3 separate regions of the Zea mays genome follow, and regions 2 and 3 are each linked to region 1. Evidence: chromatin contacts called from public Hi-C data. All regions are on one chromosome and are shown on one strand. Each heading gives the region's core, a stretch centred on a gene start, on an enhancer-like site or on the middle of the called end of the contact. The rest is flanking DNA. Distances are from core to core; before and after follow the strand shown. Region 1 holds the start of LOC100192998 (Mitochondrial ATP synthase D chain-related protein). Region 2 holds the start of LOC103634615 (ABC transporter E family member 2). Region 3 holds the start of LOC103634616 (ribosome biogenesis protein BMS1 homolog).

Region 1 (4,671 bases), core at 1,990-4,489:
CTCAATCCACATGGATTGAGAGCTAACCGAACAAGCCCTAATATGGTATCTGAGTTGAATAGTTGATGGCACAAGCTTAGACCGTGTCCAGCAGTCTACCCATAGTTTACCTAAAACATTGTTTTTTCACTGTTCTGCACTATAGACTGCACTGCTCGCAGAGTGGAGTTTTAATATGGATATGGAGATGGGTAAGCGCTGCTGGAGATAGTCTTAAAATGGTATCTCGTCATTTTGGGGTTCCAATATCATCAGGAGAACAGAAGGTTCTACATTGTCCGTAACTCCTCTCCAGTGCGTAATATGTAGTGAGTACAGTTATTGATCTACCTATAACTGAGTTCTTTATAGGAATTTTATACATGCATCAAGGGTCATGGCCCTAGATGCCCTATGTACAATCTACCCCAGAATCTCAGTCACTAGAATCAGGCAAGATTGACACAGTGACAAATATGTCCACTCAAGTATTGAAATCAGCTGAAGAAACATCAAATACCTCCTTCTTAATCAGCACATCATAACCACTCTGTAGACTATTCAGTTTTTCCTCCAAAAGGACCTGCAGATCAGAATGACAAAAAAATAGTGTCATTCATTTTGCCAAAAGGAAGAAAAATGCAAATGATCAAATCACAGCATAGTTTGCATCCAGCACACAAAGTATACCTCATTTTGAGCATGACAACCCACTTCGTTATGCAACTTTTCAAGTTCACCCTCCATGGTGATCTGCAGGAGAAGGATATTGAAGGAATGAAACAACATTTCTTATGTGATGGTTCTAGCACTTGAATATGCATGTGCTCAGAACTCATCAAACCAAAGTAGTAAGCACATAGACATATGGCATAAGGACATAAATAAAATATGGTACAAGCATGTCAGAAACTACTTTGATACGCATGTGTGATGTGTCCTGTCCTGTATACAGAACATGATGCATGACTGAGACATCCGAGGGTAAAATAGTTGAATAAATTACATAAATTCATTGACACAAAACCTCCCTCTAATACTAGATACAAGTTATTTTACCAATGGAAACACAAATTGAGGGTTTGATTTGAATGCAAGGATTTCACATGAATCAGTTCCATTTTACAGCAAAAACAGAGGAACAGTAAATGTTTCCCATGTTCCAAACAGGGCCTAAAGTGCAAGAGAAAATGACATTGCTGCCCTCCGTTTCTTTTGTCGCTACATGGTCCACCATAAAATGCTTTAAGTAAGATTGAGAGTGCAACATGAAGAAACTAGAGTCATATACCTCAAAGTTGTAAAACGACTTATACTTAGTTCATGGGTAAGTCAAAATGTTTTATATATGGCTTCATAGGGACTACACCACAGTAGAATTTTGTAAATCGGAAAATGGTAAATTCAAATATGCTTCAGATAGATCTTTTCAATTGCTGCTACGAAAGCAGGTAGACTGAGTGTTGGCAGTTGTAATTGGGAAAGTTGATTCAAAGATGGAATGGTGAATACATTTGTACCGAATAAAAGCTTCAGAAAAGAAAACATAAGCAAAAACAGTTTTCTAATCATGCATCTATGCATACCACTTTTTGAAGCCACAAACTCTTTTCATTCTCCAACTGCTTTATTGTCTCATGTAATTTATCCTGCATTGCAATGCTTTATTGTCTGATTAAGTCATTTAGAGAAGTGTGGAACAAAAATAAAGCCACATGATCGACATAAATATATAACTATTGAACGAATACTGTGAAGTTACTATATATTATCAATTCAAGTGCTGATCAAATTAACAAGTATTTTAAGAAAATGAAAAAAGATGTCGCATTTGCAATATCACAAACCAACAAAATACTCACGAGTTTGGCTTCATGAAGTCTATGCATGTCAAGCTCCACACTAGACTCTGACAGTCCAACACTCCTCTGATCTGCAGGGACTGCATTGCTAGCCTTGTGATTCTCCTGTGTCATCATAGGTTCGTTGTTTTGATAGCATGCAATACACTCTCCAATGGAGGATGTAGTGTCGTAAGCACTTGTGCCATTATAATCTGCCTGTATATTTGGCTGATGATTCTTGTACTGAGGAAGTTCCTCTCCAACACTGGACATGACATCATCTGCATCAGAACCTTTATGATGATCTATTGGGGCTAACTCATGATTGTGATTCTGAGAAGCAGCTTCCCCAGCAATGGATGTGACATCAGCGGCATTCTTCCCTTGGTTTCCCTTCTTCTTCTTGTTCCTCTTCTTTTTGGAATCCATCTCTCTTTGCACAGCTCAGACCTTCAACAAAACCTTGTATTGATGAATACAGACAAAAGAATATATTTTCAGCTCCATTTTGATGAACCGAGTGTTTGATCAGCACAACTGAATATGTTAAATGCAGGTCCAATGTTTCGAGTGCACATGATGATTGGAAAAAAAAACAGCTAGCTTATGCACACAGCTTCAAACTTCATGAGATCATAAATCACACAAATCTCCCACTTGCAGCAAACTACAACACCTCTCTCTAATCCAGGGGTGAAGCTAGGTACTGAGCTGTGGGTGCACATGCTGACATGCACTCACGGAAATTTGCAAAACTAGTGAAATTGACTAGATTTTCACCATATATGCACCACCAAAAAGATATTATTATGCACCCTCAAGCCATATGCACTCTCCTCTGATTTACTCTACCTTCGCCATTGCTCTAATCTCTATGATGAATGTCAGAAGGGCAAATACAAGCAACAGCAAACTCCCTTATTCAGTTAACCAGAAAAAACTTGCAAACGCAACCAAGATCCTAACACACACCACCGAACATCTTTAAATTATAAGTTCAGAGAAGCTTCTCCTTTCACAGTCACCCGTGCTCGTGAATGTGCGTAAGCAACACGATTTCTAGTCACAACCAGATGACACACGGCACGTCCCGCGTTTAAGAATCTAACTCGACGAATTTGCGTACATAGAAAACCTAAATGTTGCAAACCACATGGTTAATAAATAATCGAAGCCAGAATCGCGATGATAGTTGAATTGCTATACAAGATTCGCTGTCAAGTATTGGGAAATGCCTGTGGACCAAGAGAACTAACCCTAGAAATGCCGCCGCAGCCGCTCCTGTCTGGCTCCAAACGATGGAGGGTAGCGATCTGGGTCTGGCGACTAGAATAGCGGGGGATAAAATGAGCTGGGAGGGTTGATTTCGGAGAGAGAAGGGGGAAGCGTGCGCCTGTTTGATTAAATGCTGGGGATCTGCGTCGGGGTGAGGAGTGGACCTGCAGGACGAGGACGGGGGTTGGCTGAAGCACGACGCCGGTGGCGTGTCGGTCAATCGGTGTCGCTGGCTCGAGACAATTGGATATTTGGACTTTAAATAGTGTGCTTCGCAATAATGTCATCTTAAAGATTTAATCCGTAAAAAAGTACTATAAACCTTCTCTAATTGATTATACTGTCATTTAACGTATATCCTTCCTTTTTATAATCTGATCTCAAGTATTAATTATACACATTTATTATTTGAAGATATGGCACCAGAAAACCCGAACGAACAGAACCCGATTGAATCTCCTCCTGATTCTCTCGCCAATCGCCATGGATCCCGCACATGCTGCAGCTGTTGACCGGGGATCTCGAATAGTGACCTCAGTGCCGGAGCACACACCGAGCTTTTCCTTAGAGGAGGAGCCCCCATGACCCGCGCAGTCCGCCGGGGTCGTCCTCGCTGCGCCGGTCGTCAGGGTCGCCCTCGCGGCGCTGTTCGCTAAGGTCGCCCTCGTCGCGCCGTCCGCCGGGCTGGAGGAGGACGTGCTTGCCAAGGCCGCGCCGACAATCGCGCTCGGCGAGGAGGTGGTAGCCGAAGTCGCGCTCACTAGGGCCGCCTCGCCTGATCTCCCTATGACGACAATGGCTGGTGTGGCGGAGGCCGCACTGACTAGGGCTGCCTCGCTCGATCTCCCTGTGATAGCCATGGATGCTGCGCCGAGTATCGGTGTGACGGAGGTCACGCTGGACAGTGCCGCCTCGCCCGCTTGACGGCCATGGATGTCGTATCGTCGCCCATGGATGTCGTATCTGAGAACGTGATTGCGCCCATGGATGTTGGATCGTCACCCACTACGATTGCTCTCGTTAGATCTTTGCTCCCCAATATTTCTTCTCCGACAATACAGTACAATCTCCATGTACTTCCTGTCCAAAGGTGATTGTTATTGTTAGCGTTGTTTTTACCATGTCATTTTTTTGCTATGCCATACTGCTGTCCATGACCATCTCTGTTGGCGAGCAGCACCAGTTGCCGAGCTGTTTGGCAAGCAGCATCAGTTGTCGAGCTGGTCGGCGAGCAGGAGCAGCTGTTTGCGTGCAGCACTTGTCGGTGAGCAGCAAGCCAGCAACTGCAGTGTTCGTTCGTGTTTTCTGGTGGCCATATCTTCAAATAATAAATGTGTATAACTAATAAAGGGGTAAAAGTGTCTTGTCAGGAAGAAAATACATGAGATTAGATTATAAAAAGGAAGGATATACGTTAAATGGTAGTATAATCAATTAGAGAAGGTTTGTAGTACTTTTTTACGGATTAAATCTTTCGGATGACATTATTGCGAAGCGCACTGTTTAGAGTCCTAAATATGCAATTGTCTCCGCTGGCTCTCAAAACATAAATTGTTTGGAGATTAAAGTTTAA
Region 2 (5,091 bases), core at 85-2,584, 140 kb after region 1:
GGTGTCACAGTAGGCATCGTATCGATAGACACCCACGTTAGGTTCTTACTAGTCGGTTGCCCGTGCGTTGCGACGACTTACAACAATACCCACGTAAACTATCCACCAAAAAAATTTAAGATTTTTTATTGATTGTCTCCGCTCTCCGTATAATAATTTTTTGATTTGGCTAACCGATGTTATTGTTTACTTCATGCGATATCCCATGGTACAACACGATCAATGAAATGAGCGAGTAGAAGAGAATTCACAACGACTGACTGAACGAACATAGATTATAAAATAACATAATTCCACCATATAGAGACCGAATAAGAGAAAGTTTGTGAGCTCAAGTTTCTAAAATAAGTCACATGAACTCAAACTTATAAAAAAGATGGATCAAAATATGGAGTGATTGCTAAAGTCAGGCATCAATAAAATCTGGATCCGCTCCATATAAATTATGCTACTTCGTAGCAATTACTAATGTTTAAAACCAACAAATAACCTTTCATTTTACTGTTACTGTGACAAATCATTGTTACTTCATCCAATTCAGCAACATCAAACACCATGGAGTCTATTGCGCCAATATGGTCTAAAAAACGATATAATCCTTGCAAGAGCCAAGAATGTCGTGTCGTGCTTGGGCTGTAGCCTCGGTCCGTAGTGCTGGCCCGGCCTGTCACGATTATATTTTTTATTTTACAAAAAACGTATATACATATATACAATTTATATTCAATATTAAAAACTTTTAAGCATGATATTCTACTGGTTAGACAAATTCACCCAGTGTCTCCCGTCCTTCTTCTATCAGGGCATGGGTTCGAACCTCGTCTCCTGCATCGTTTTTAACATTTTACGCTGATTTAATCAAATGAGCCGACGGGCTGGCCCGACACAGTCAGCAGACCTGCATGACGTGCCAGGCCGCCGCTTGGCCATCTATAGACGTGCAACAGATTAATTTGAAATAGTTGTGAGAGGTTATTTGTAAAAAGATGACGCGAGAGGACCGTTGAAACTGATGTTTTAAAGGCATGTTTGGTTCACTACCTAAGTTGCCACACCTTGCCTAACTTTTCTGCCTAAGATTAGTTATTCAATTCAGACGACTAACCTTAGACAAAATGTGACACATTTAGAGCGTGTTTGGTGTGGCGCCTAAGCCGCCACACCAAAGATGCCCTTAGCCACAGAGCAAATAGGCCCTAAGTATAGATATAGATATAGAAATAGAGTAATATAGAAAAAGTCATCGACAACAATGTATATCAAAAGAGCAAACTTCATGTTTACTATTTTTTAGATAATGGAAAAGTCATGGGCATCAATCTCCTAGTCCTAGGCATCATGTAATTCTGGCGAAACCGTTCCAAATATTATTGTGGCGAAACCAGCTTTTGACAGCCCGCGTTGGCGTTTTAGCAGTAAGAAAAAAAAAGTTACTCATAAGAATCAGAAGAAAAGGACCCGAGCCTAGGGTTCGGTCTGCCTCCCACAGCCGCCGCTACGCTTTGGCTGCATCACTCGCTCCTCTTCGGAGCCTCCCTTTCGCCGGCGGCGTAGGAAGAGATGGCAGAGCGTTTGACCCGTATCGCCATCGTCAGCGAGGACAAGTGCAAGCCCAAGAAGTGCCGCCAGGAGTGCAAGAAGAGCTGCCCCGTCGTCAAGACTGGTAAAATCCCTATCCCCGCTCCATAGCTTTGGCAATTCGGACCTTAGATTTAGATCCTGAGGACTCTGTCAGAATCCCATGAGGAATCCGACGATATTAGGGGAGACCAGCAGGAATTTTGGGAGGAAGACGGGTAGGATTCGGGTGGCGAGAAAGAACACAGAGAGAAGTAAATCTGATTAGCCTATTCTTTCTCTTGCCCCTTTCCATCCGGCGCACTGGGTTTAGGACTTAGAAACACCCCTGCGCCCCTGCTACTTCCGGTTCAGGTTTACACCAAGGCATGCATACATAGACATATACAGTTACTCTTGCTTCCTAGGCCTACTTGAAAGTTGAAGCAAAATAGAAGGCTAACACCAGGTTTCATTTGTAGTTGATAGTTGACTAAGTAATAAGCCTGATCCACTCCGAATGGAACACCCGAATTGCAGAAGTACATTCTTCGTATATATTGCACAGTTGACCATTGTTTACTGTGTGGACACCATTCACTTGTAAATTCATATAAGGAAATTGCAATAGTCTTTGAATAGAAGAGTTGCAAGATCTCACATTAAAACATGGTTCCAGCCGTTCTCCGGGAAGAAGCATCACATCAATGTTCACTTGAAAAGACATAGGACTTCTCAACATACAATATCGACTGACTGTGAAGCCGAGCAACTTATCGCATAACAAACGCCCTAACACAACATTAGTGTGGTATAACACATCCCAATAACATCTAAAGGTCGGCCAAGTTTCTGACAATAGCTCCATCACGCTGCTCATCGCACCATCAATCCTAAGTGGTGGACACATATGCATATACCGCAGCTTGATCCATGTAGCTACTGCGTCCTCATCATAGTATTTGCCGAACAGTTGGAATGCATCCCCAAATCCTTCTCTGACATCAAGGATGGGATAAGTCAGACAACCACAGCAGAACTCATCGGTTATGTGGAGCACTAGAGAAAAGTGATCGTGCTTCATGAACCTTCCTTCATAACCAATACCCAGGCTAAAAAATACAGTCTAAACAACCAAATGCTACCTCCAGTATGGTATTTAGAATCATGAATTTCAGGGTCCCATGGTACACTGTGACATTACCTGACCAACCTGAAAATTTGATATGGAAGGGCTTCACCACCAGGGAACCTGTTCATGCATGGTGAATTCGATGCTAGAAAAGGGCTTTTGTTGACTCGTTGGTCCCCTTGCAAGATCTGAGGAATCGGAACCGCCGGCAGCTTAAGGGCCATTTTTTCAGCTGTAGAAATTTGGTTAATATCTCTTGTTTAGTGAATTAAATAGATTTTTTTTGCACATGCTGCTGGATGTTTAGTTCGTACTGTAACTTGTGAAGGTCCAGTGTCCAAATACAGTATCATCAATTTTCACTGAAACAGATACAGTATATTGATCTCTTCTCTCTGTTGTTCTGCACGTCTTCTAGTTTCTGGCTTGGCATGGATCACTATTATGACAGCATTCTATTCTACTGTTTAGGGAAGCTTTGCATTGAAGTAACTTCGGCATCAAAACTAGCTTTCATTTCTGAGGAGCTGTGCATCGGTTGTGGTATCTGTGTAAAGGTAGGCTTCTAACTTCTCCAGCTAACTATGGGGATTGTTTGGTTCAGCTTTTTTCTGATGAGCTTTTATGAGAATCTGTTTGTGGGGAGAATCTGAGTACTGTGGGGATTACATGCGAAGGAAGATGAAATGGTCCATATGGTTTAGGATCTAGAAAGTGACAGATTCCGCTTATCGCGACGACTCGACCGATTGTGTGTTCACGTTGATTTGGACGATTTTCACCAAAACGATTCTCACAGAAGCGGGCTGAAAAGTAGGGCGTTTGACAGTCCGCTGCAGCTTCTGGCGGCCAGAAGCCGCCGATAAGCTCATTATGTAAGCTGAACCAAATGGGCAGTCCGCAGAACATTGTTATTAAAACGTCACTTAAACGTCGTTTAAACGATAAAACGTGGTTATAGGCTAGAACGTCCGAACGTTTTAACATAATCACGTAGAATGTCCGTGAAACGCGTTTAAACGTCCATTTTGCGTCGTTTAAGCGTTTTAGGACGTTTTAGACATGTTTTGGACGTTTTACATTGTTGGGCCTCTCAAAGGCCCAAAAAACTATCTTAACCGGTGCAGCGCAGCCAGGATCGTGGACAGCCTCCTCCAGTGCCTGCTACGCTGTCCAGCTCCTGCTATGTCGTCGCCCGCCTCCCTCCTCTCCTCCAGCGTCACCCGCTCTCAGTCGTCCACCGCCACGCGCCTCTCTCCTCTCCTCCACCCCCTCCAGCGCCCGACTCCCTCTACCAGCGCCCAAGCACCCCCTCCCCTCTCCCACGTCCAGAGTCGGCTGCCTCTGACGTCGGCCCGTCGCCCACCAGGTCCTCTAGCAGCCAACATCGCCTACAACTGCATTCCAGAGTTCCAGCTACAACCATGAAGTTCCAATGTCTCCTGCAACTGCTCTATTTGGTAAGTGATCTACTGATCTGGACATCTGATATTATGAATCAAGGTTCTCAGTCACTCAATTGTTAGGCTCTGTTTCCAGCACATACATTGTTTCCAGCAAGCAACAGTGGAAAAGATGGTGATGATCAAGACATGGATGCTCATGCTCTTGATATTGATGAGTTGGATGATGGTTACTGATCCTAGATGCAAGTTCTAACTTGTATAATTGCATAGATTTGTGTGTTGAACTTGATCTGTTTCCTTTTATGCTATTTATTTTGTGAACTCAAATAATCAACTTATGAGTATGAACATATTCTATCGTGTTGTTTTATGCCAAGTCTGAAAAAACGTTTCAACGTTCGTTTCAACGTTTAAATGGTGAAAAGGTGGTTCGTAACGTTTTATCGTTTTACCGCTTTAATAACCATGCCGCAGAAGCTGCTGATAAGCTGAACCAAACACCCACTATGACGATGTGCCTATGTGATGTAATGCGCTTCTCACTTCTGTAATCTCTGTTGCAGAAATGTCCATTTGATGCCATTGAAATCATCAACCTTCCAAAAGACTTGGAAAAGGATACCACTCACCGATATGGGCCTAATACCTTCAAGTTGCACAGGTACATACACTCATCTCATTTTAGTGCTGGTTGTGTTTGTATATTTTTTATGCACTGTTGGTCATCTGTATGTTTTCTACTAATCTGGCTTGAAGCTTGCCCCTTTCGGGGCATTACTGATCTAGCCACCTACAGGTTGCCTGTCCCAAGGCCTGGTCAGGTTTTGGGCCTTGTTGGAACAAACGGGATTGGAAAGTCGACAGCTCTTAAAGTGTTGGCTGGCAAGCTGAAACCTAACTTGGGGCGCTTCAAAGTATATTTCAATATCTGCTCCATACCTAATTTCATTTTCCAATTTGTTGATTCTATATTAATGTATTTTTTTCTTGAGGAAG
Region 3 (4,736 bases), core at 621-3,120, 240 kb after region 1:
CCTTGCATCAGATTTATGCAAAAGAGCACCACTATTATGTATATATATTCCTTTCAGATATTCCCACATCTCCTTAACAGACTCAAGGTTCTCAAGACTCATAATCAAAGAAGGCTTTATACTTGTGACAATTTCACTCTCACTCATCACTTTGTCATCATCATTAAGCCAAGTTGTGACAACAACAATATTGGAACAAACTGTTTTCTCAACAGGAGCATCTGCAGTCACATGAGATACAAGTCCAAAACCCCTCAACATAGTTTTGACAGAGAAAGCCCGCTCTCTATAATTGATAGGACCATCAAGTTTGATAGGAATATCAATGACACTAGACTGCGACATATTGAAGAGGCAGCAAATAGTAATAAAAATAGTTACGATCAGATGGGAGCAGAGAAACGAGCTGAGCGATCTGGACCTTTGCTGGTGCTGAACGGTTGCATAGGTCTAGAGATAGACGAACGCCAAGAGCACTAGCGACGAACGACCGACGCCAGCCAAGGCGGACAGGTGCCAGACGGATGGCCGAGGTAGGAGGTGCAAACGGACGAGACAGACATACACAAATGGACGAACATTGAGAGGTGGACAGGCACGAGTGGACGGTCGTCGGAGATGATGCGGGCGAGCGTCGGGCGATGAGGCGACCAACATTGGGGGTCGACTCGATGGGTGACCACGACGAGAGGCGGACATGCGTCGGGGGCTGAAGAGGATGTGCGGCTGAGCCCCGAGATGGAAGAACTGTCAGAGGCAAAGGCAGACGTGATGACGGAAACGCAACACCGGCGAAAAAAGTGGATCACGTGTCTTAATTAGACCAATTCCTGCTTTGATACCATGTTAGAATAGTTACCTTGAGAAGATTTGAGGGAAGAATGCACAATCGTAGGAGAGAATATGGACATATATAGTGTCCTGTCTTCACAGGTCATATGGACCTACAATACAATATGAGCCCTGATATATATAACAATACACAAATTTCGAAATTCTTAAAAAGTCTTGATTGTTGGCAATTACATGGCTTATATGCTTACTGGTATTTTGTGCCACCAGCACAGATGATGACTCGAGGCCGAGAATACCATCGTAATTGACTTTACTAATGCAACACATTGATCTAAAAAATGTTTTAGGTTTTTTCGGGGCATTGCTTTTAGAAAGGCTTTAAGGTCCTGTTTATTCCGAATTATAATATGTCCAAATTATATAATCTTACGTAAATAAACCAGTAGTTAAACAAACATATAGATTATGGGTCTAGATTATATAATCTAAAGTCCAGATTATGATAATCTCATAATCTCATCAAAAGTAGCTTATTTAAAATTATTTTTAGCAAATGACCCACTACCCATGGTTATGTTTATAAAATTACAACCTCTCCTATTTTTCTTTTTTCCCCAAATCACACGCACGGTCGGGTATTGTTGTCTTTAACTTTGTGTCGAAGAAATCAATAATCTTCATTTATATAATCTGGTCATCCAAACAGTTACATACAGATTATAATATCGACAAATTATAATCTATAATAAATAATTTAGATTATCTTTTAAATTATATAATCTATAAGCTAAAATAAATAAACCCTAAATAATCGTTGATGTCCGGCCTTGTGCTAGGCAGCAACCAAACATAAAAAAATACACCGATGCCAGGCCGTCACTGTGCGCGCGACTGGAGGTTGCTGCCGCCGGGATGATCAGGCTGTTCGTTTTACGGGCGGCGCCGGGCAAGGTTTCACTCGTTCGTTCGTGACCTGCGATGACGTCTGCTAGAATTCCTGCTTGCCTACGTTCCTGACCTGCTAGTAGGAGCGTGGCATAGAATACGGCCCAAGGCCCATGCTGGAGTTTTAGCTTTGAGATTCGGACTCTCACGTGGGGGCGGCAAGCGCAGGTTTGCTCTCTCGGGCAAAGGACTTGGGTTACGTAATTCTTTTCCAGAGACGCCGCCTCCCTAAACCCTTGCCAGTCTCCCTCCCGGCAGCGGCGGCAAGGCCTACCGCCGCAAACCCTCTTCCTCAGCCGCTGCGTACAAAAGAAGTTAGCTTCTTTTTAAGTAGGAGGCGGGAGCCCTAGGTAGCCCCATGGCTCCGGCGGACGGCGGCGGCGAGCAGCCGCACAAGGCGCACCGCCAACACAAGTCCGGCGCCAAGGCGCGGAAGAAGAAGGGCAAGGGCAAGGGCGACGCCGGCGATGACGCAGGGGGGCAGCAGAAGAACCCCAAGGTATGATACAGATTCGAGCAAGTCACGTCCGTGGCACCTGCTCGGGCGACATGATTCTGGAAGCATTGTTCTAATCAGACGACCTTGCCATTCTTTCAGGCTTTTGCATTTCAGTCAGCAGCCAAGGCGAAACGTCTACAAGCTCGATCAGCTGAGATTGAACAACGGCGTCTTCATGTGCCAATTATGGACCGTTCCATCGGTGAACCTCCTCCTTTTGTTGTTGTAGTTCAAGGACCTCCACAGGTATGCACTGCAATCTGCACAGCTGATTGTTAATGTTCTACTCTATCTCATCATCGCTTCACCTCAAATTTATTAGGTTGGGAAGTCACTGTTGATAAAATGTCTGGTAAAGCACTACACCAAGCAAAACTTGCCCGAAGTTCGTGGCCCCATCACTGTTGTATCAGGTTAAGGAACCCTTTGCATACTGTACATTGAAAATCAAAACATAATGGAGTAATGCTAGATTTCTGTGAAGATGGTAAACTTATCGTTTGTTTGTTGGGTGCAGGTAAAAGTAGGAGGGTACAGTTCGTAGAGTGTCCAAATGATATCAATGGAATGATTGATGCTGCTAAAATAGCCGATCTCGCTTTATTGCTTATTGATGGAAGCTATGGATTTGAAATGGTGTGTTTTGCATATTTCTATTTTCAAAATTTTGACCAGTTTACTATGTAGCTATGTTAAGTTTTCTAGTAAACACGTGTAGAAGACTTCAAATACCTCCCCTTTCCCTTTAAACATACCTTAGAAGATCTTCTGATGTGACTTCTTTCACCCTGCTATATGTTTGGCTAAACGTTCTGTTGGGAACTTCAGATACTCTAATATGAGTATATGACGATATGTGTAGTTCTTTTATCATGGTCTAGTATTCAACAGTGTTAACCCACATGGTACGATAGTCTTGACTTTAAATTACACTGATGAGTGCAATTAGCTGTATTGGACTATATTACCATACAATTGATTTTTCATTGATATGTTTTCCTTGTTCCCAGGATACATTTGAGTTTCTTAATATCATGCAAGTCCATGGATTCCCCAAGGTGATGGGAGTGCTCACACACCTTGATAAATTTAAAGACGTGAAAAAACTCCGGAAAACTAAGCAGCGCCTTAAACATCGATTCTGGGCTGAGATAAAAGAGGGAGCAAAATTATTCTACTTGTCTGGTCTGATTCATGGAAAGTATGTTGCCATTTTCTTTCATATTATTAACTTTCTATTTAAATAACTGGAACAGCAGTCCACATGTTTTTGTCAGTTTGGACCAGTTTTAGCTCACAGCTAAGCATATATTATAAATAGTTTTTATGGTTTTTTTCTCATGCTGGAGCATCGCGATGCATTTTTATATTTACCTGCTGAGTGTGATGAAGCTTTTTGCTTAGATCTATGACCATTTGGCATACAATTTCATGCAGATACACGAAAAGAGAAGTTCATAATCTTGCAAGATTCATCTCTGTAATCAAACCTATCCAATTGAGTTGGCGCATGGCTCATCCTTATTTGTTAGTTGATAGATTTGAGGATGTCACCCCTACAGAAAGTGTGCGGTTGAACAGAAAGTGTGACAGAACAATAACATTGTATGGTTATCTCCGTGGCTGTAATATGAAAAGAGGGACCAAGGTAAATATTTGTCCCTTTCATGATCAGTGTAACTTGATGTTGAGTTAGCGTGTTACTTTGTGCTTTGAAGATCCAATAAACAGTTTTACAGTGTTATATTATCCAGATGAATGCACTTGTATTATGTTATGAAGCACAGTAATCTGTGCAGGTGCATATCACAGGGGCTGGTGATTTCAGCTTGTCAGGGGTGACGGGTTTAGGTGATCCTTGCCCTTTGCCATCATCTGCAAAGAAAAGAGGATTGCGTGACAAGGAAAAACTGTTCTATGCACCAATGTCTGGTCTTGGGGATTTGCTTTATGACAAGGATGCTGTTTATATTAATATCAATGATCATCTTGTTCAGTTTTCAAAAAGTGATGAAAATGATGCACCCAAAAAGCAAGGTAAGGTTAGGGTATAGGCTGAGTCCCTTGTTCATTCATTGCATTATTGCTTTGGGGTTTCTTGTAGTATGTGTATTCATACTAATTAATGCTGTCCGGATGAGTGTGCCATTCATAAACATGCTTCCATCAACAAGAATACAAGGCCATCAAGCTGTTTTTTTTTTCCTGCGTTCATTACCTTATCTATTGTGATATTCAGATGAATAACAGGCTTTAAATTATTTATGACGCTGGATAACACAATGCTGGTTGTTGTGTACATGATTGGTGCTTGATCCTCCCTACCGTATATTTGTGGTTCGTCAATCATTCCATTTGTTCATCCTATATCTATATCTTTAGAATGTGCATACTGTTGGAACAGGAGCCCTTCTTTTTTTGGTAGATCTACAGTACAATATGGACCTTTAAAGAATAACTGTTTGAATTGGATTGACTTCAGCTTTGCATCTGGATT

Evidence for each region. Hi-C and Micro-C count contacts between places; a contact is called where the count stands out from the background.
Region 2: a contact with region 1 is called in a Hi-C map of leaf, with 6 times the contacts expected there. The contact joins the promoter of LOC103634615 here to the promoter of LOC100192998 in region 1. A contact is called at or near these places in 2 of 25 Hi-C or Micro-C datasets (ear and leaf).
Region 3: a Hi-C map of leaf shows a contact between it and region 1, with 8 times the contacts expected there. The contact joins the promoter of LOC103634616 here to the promoter of LOC100192998 in region 1. A contact is called at or near these places in 3 of 25 Hi-C or Micro-C datasets (leaf and tassel).

What each region holds. Positions count from the first base shown.
Region 1 is chr1:55,227,857-55,232,527 of Zm-B73-REFERENCE-NAM-5.0, forward strand. LOC100192998 (Mitochondrial ATP synthase D chain-related protein) reads right to left here and starts at 3,240. Exons shown (of 10, transcript NM_001138169.1): 1 at 3,080-3,240; 2 at 1,842-2,285; 3 at 1,566-1,628; 4 at 670-732; 5 at 500-562. The coding sequence starts at 2,252.
Region 2 is chr1:55,372,048-55,377,138 of Zm-B73-REFERENCE-NAM-5.0, forward strand. LOC103634615 (ABC transporter E family member 2) reads left to right here and starts at 1,335. Exons shown (of 12, transcript XM_008657124.3): 1 at 1,335-1,663; 2 at 3,161-3,246; 3 at 4,659-4,756; 4 at 4,892-5,009. The coding sequence starts at 1,561.
Region 3 is chr1:55,473,873-55,478,608 of Zm-B73-REFERENCE-NAM-5.0, forward strand. LOC103634616 (ribosome biogenesis protein BMS1 homolog) reads left to right here and starts at 1,871. Exons shown (of 18, transcript XM_008657139.4): 1 at 1,871-2,239; 2 at 2,339-2,485; 3 at 2,562-2,652; 4 at 2,757-2,875; 5 at 3,250-3,440; 6 at 3,677-3,887; 7 at 4,039-4,276. The coding sequence starts at 2,099.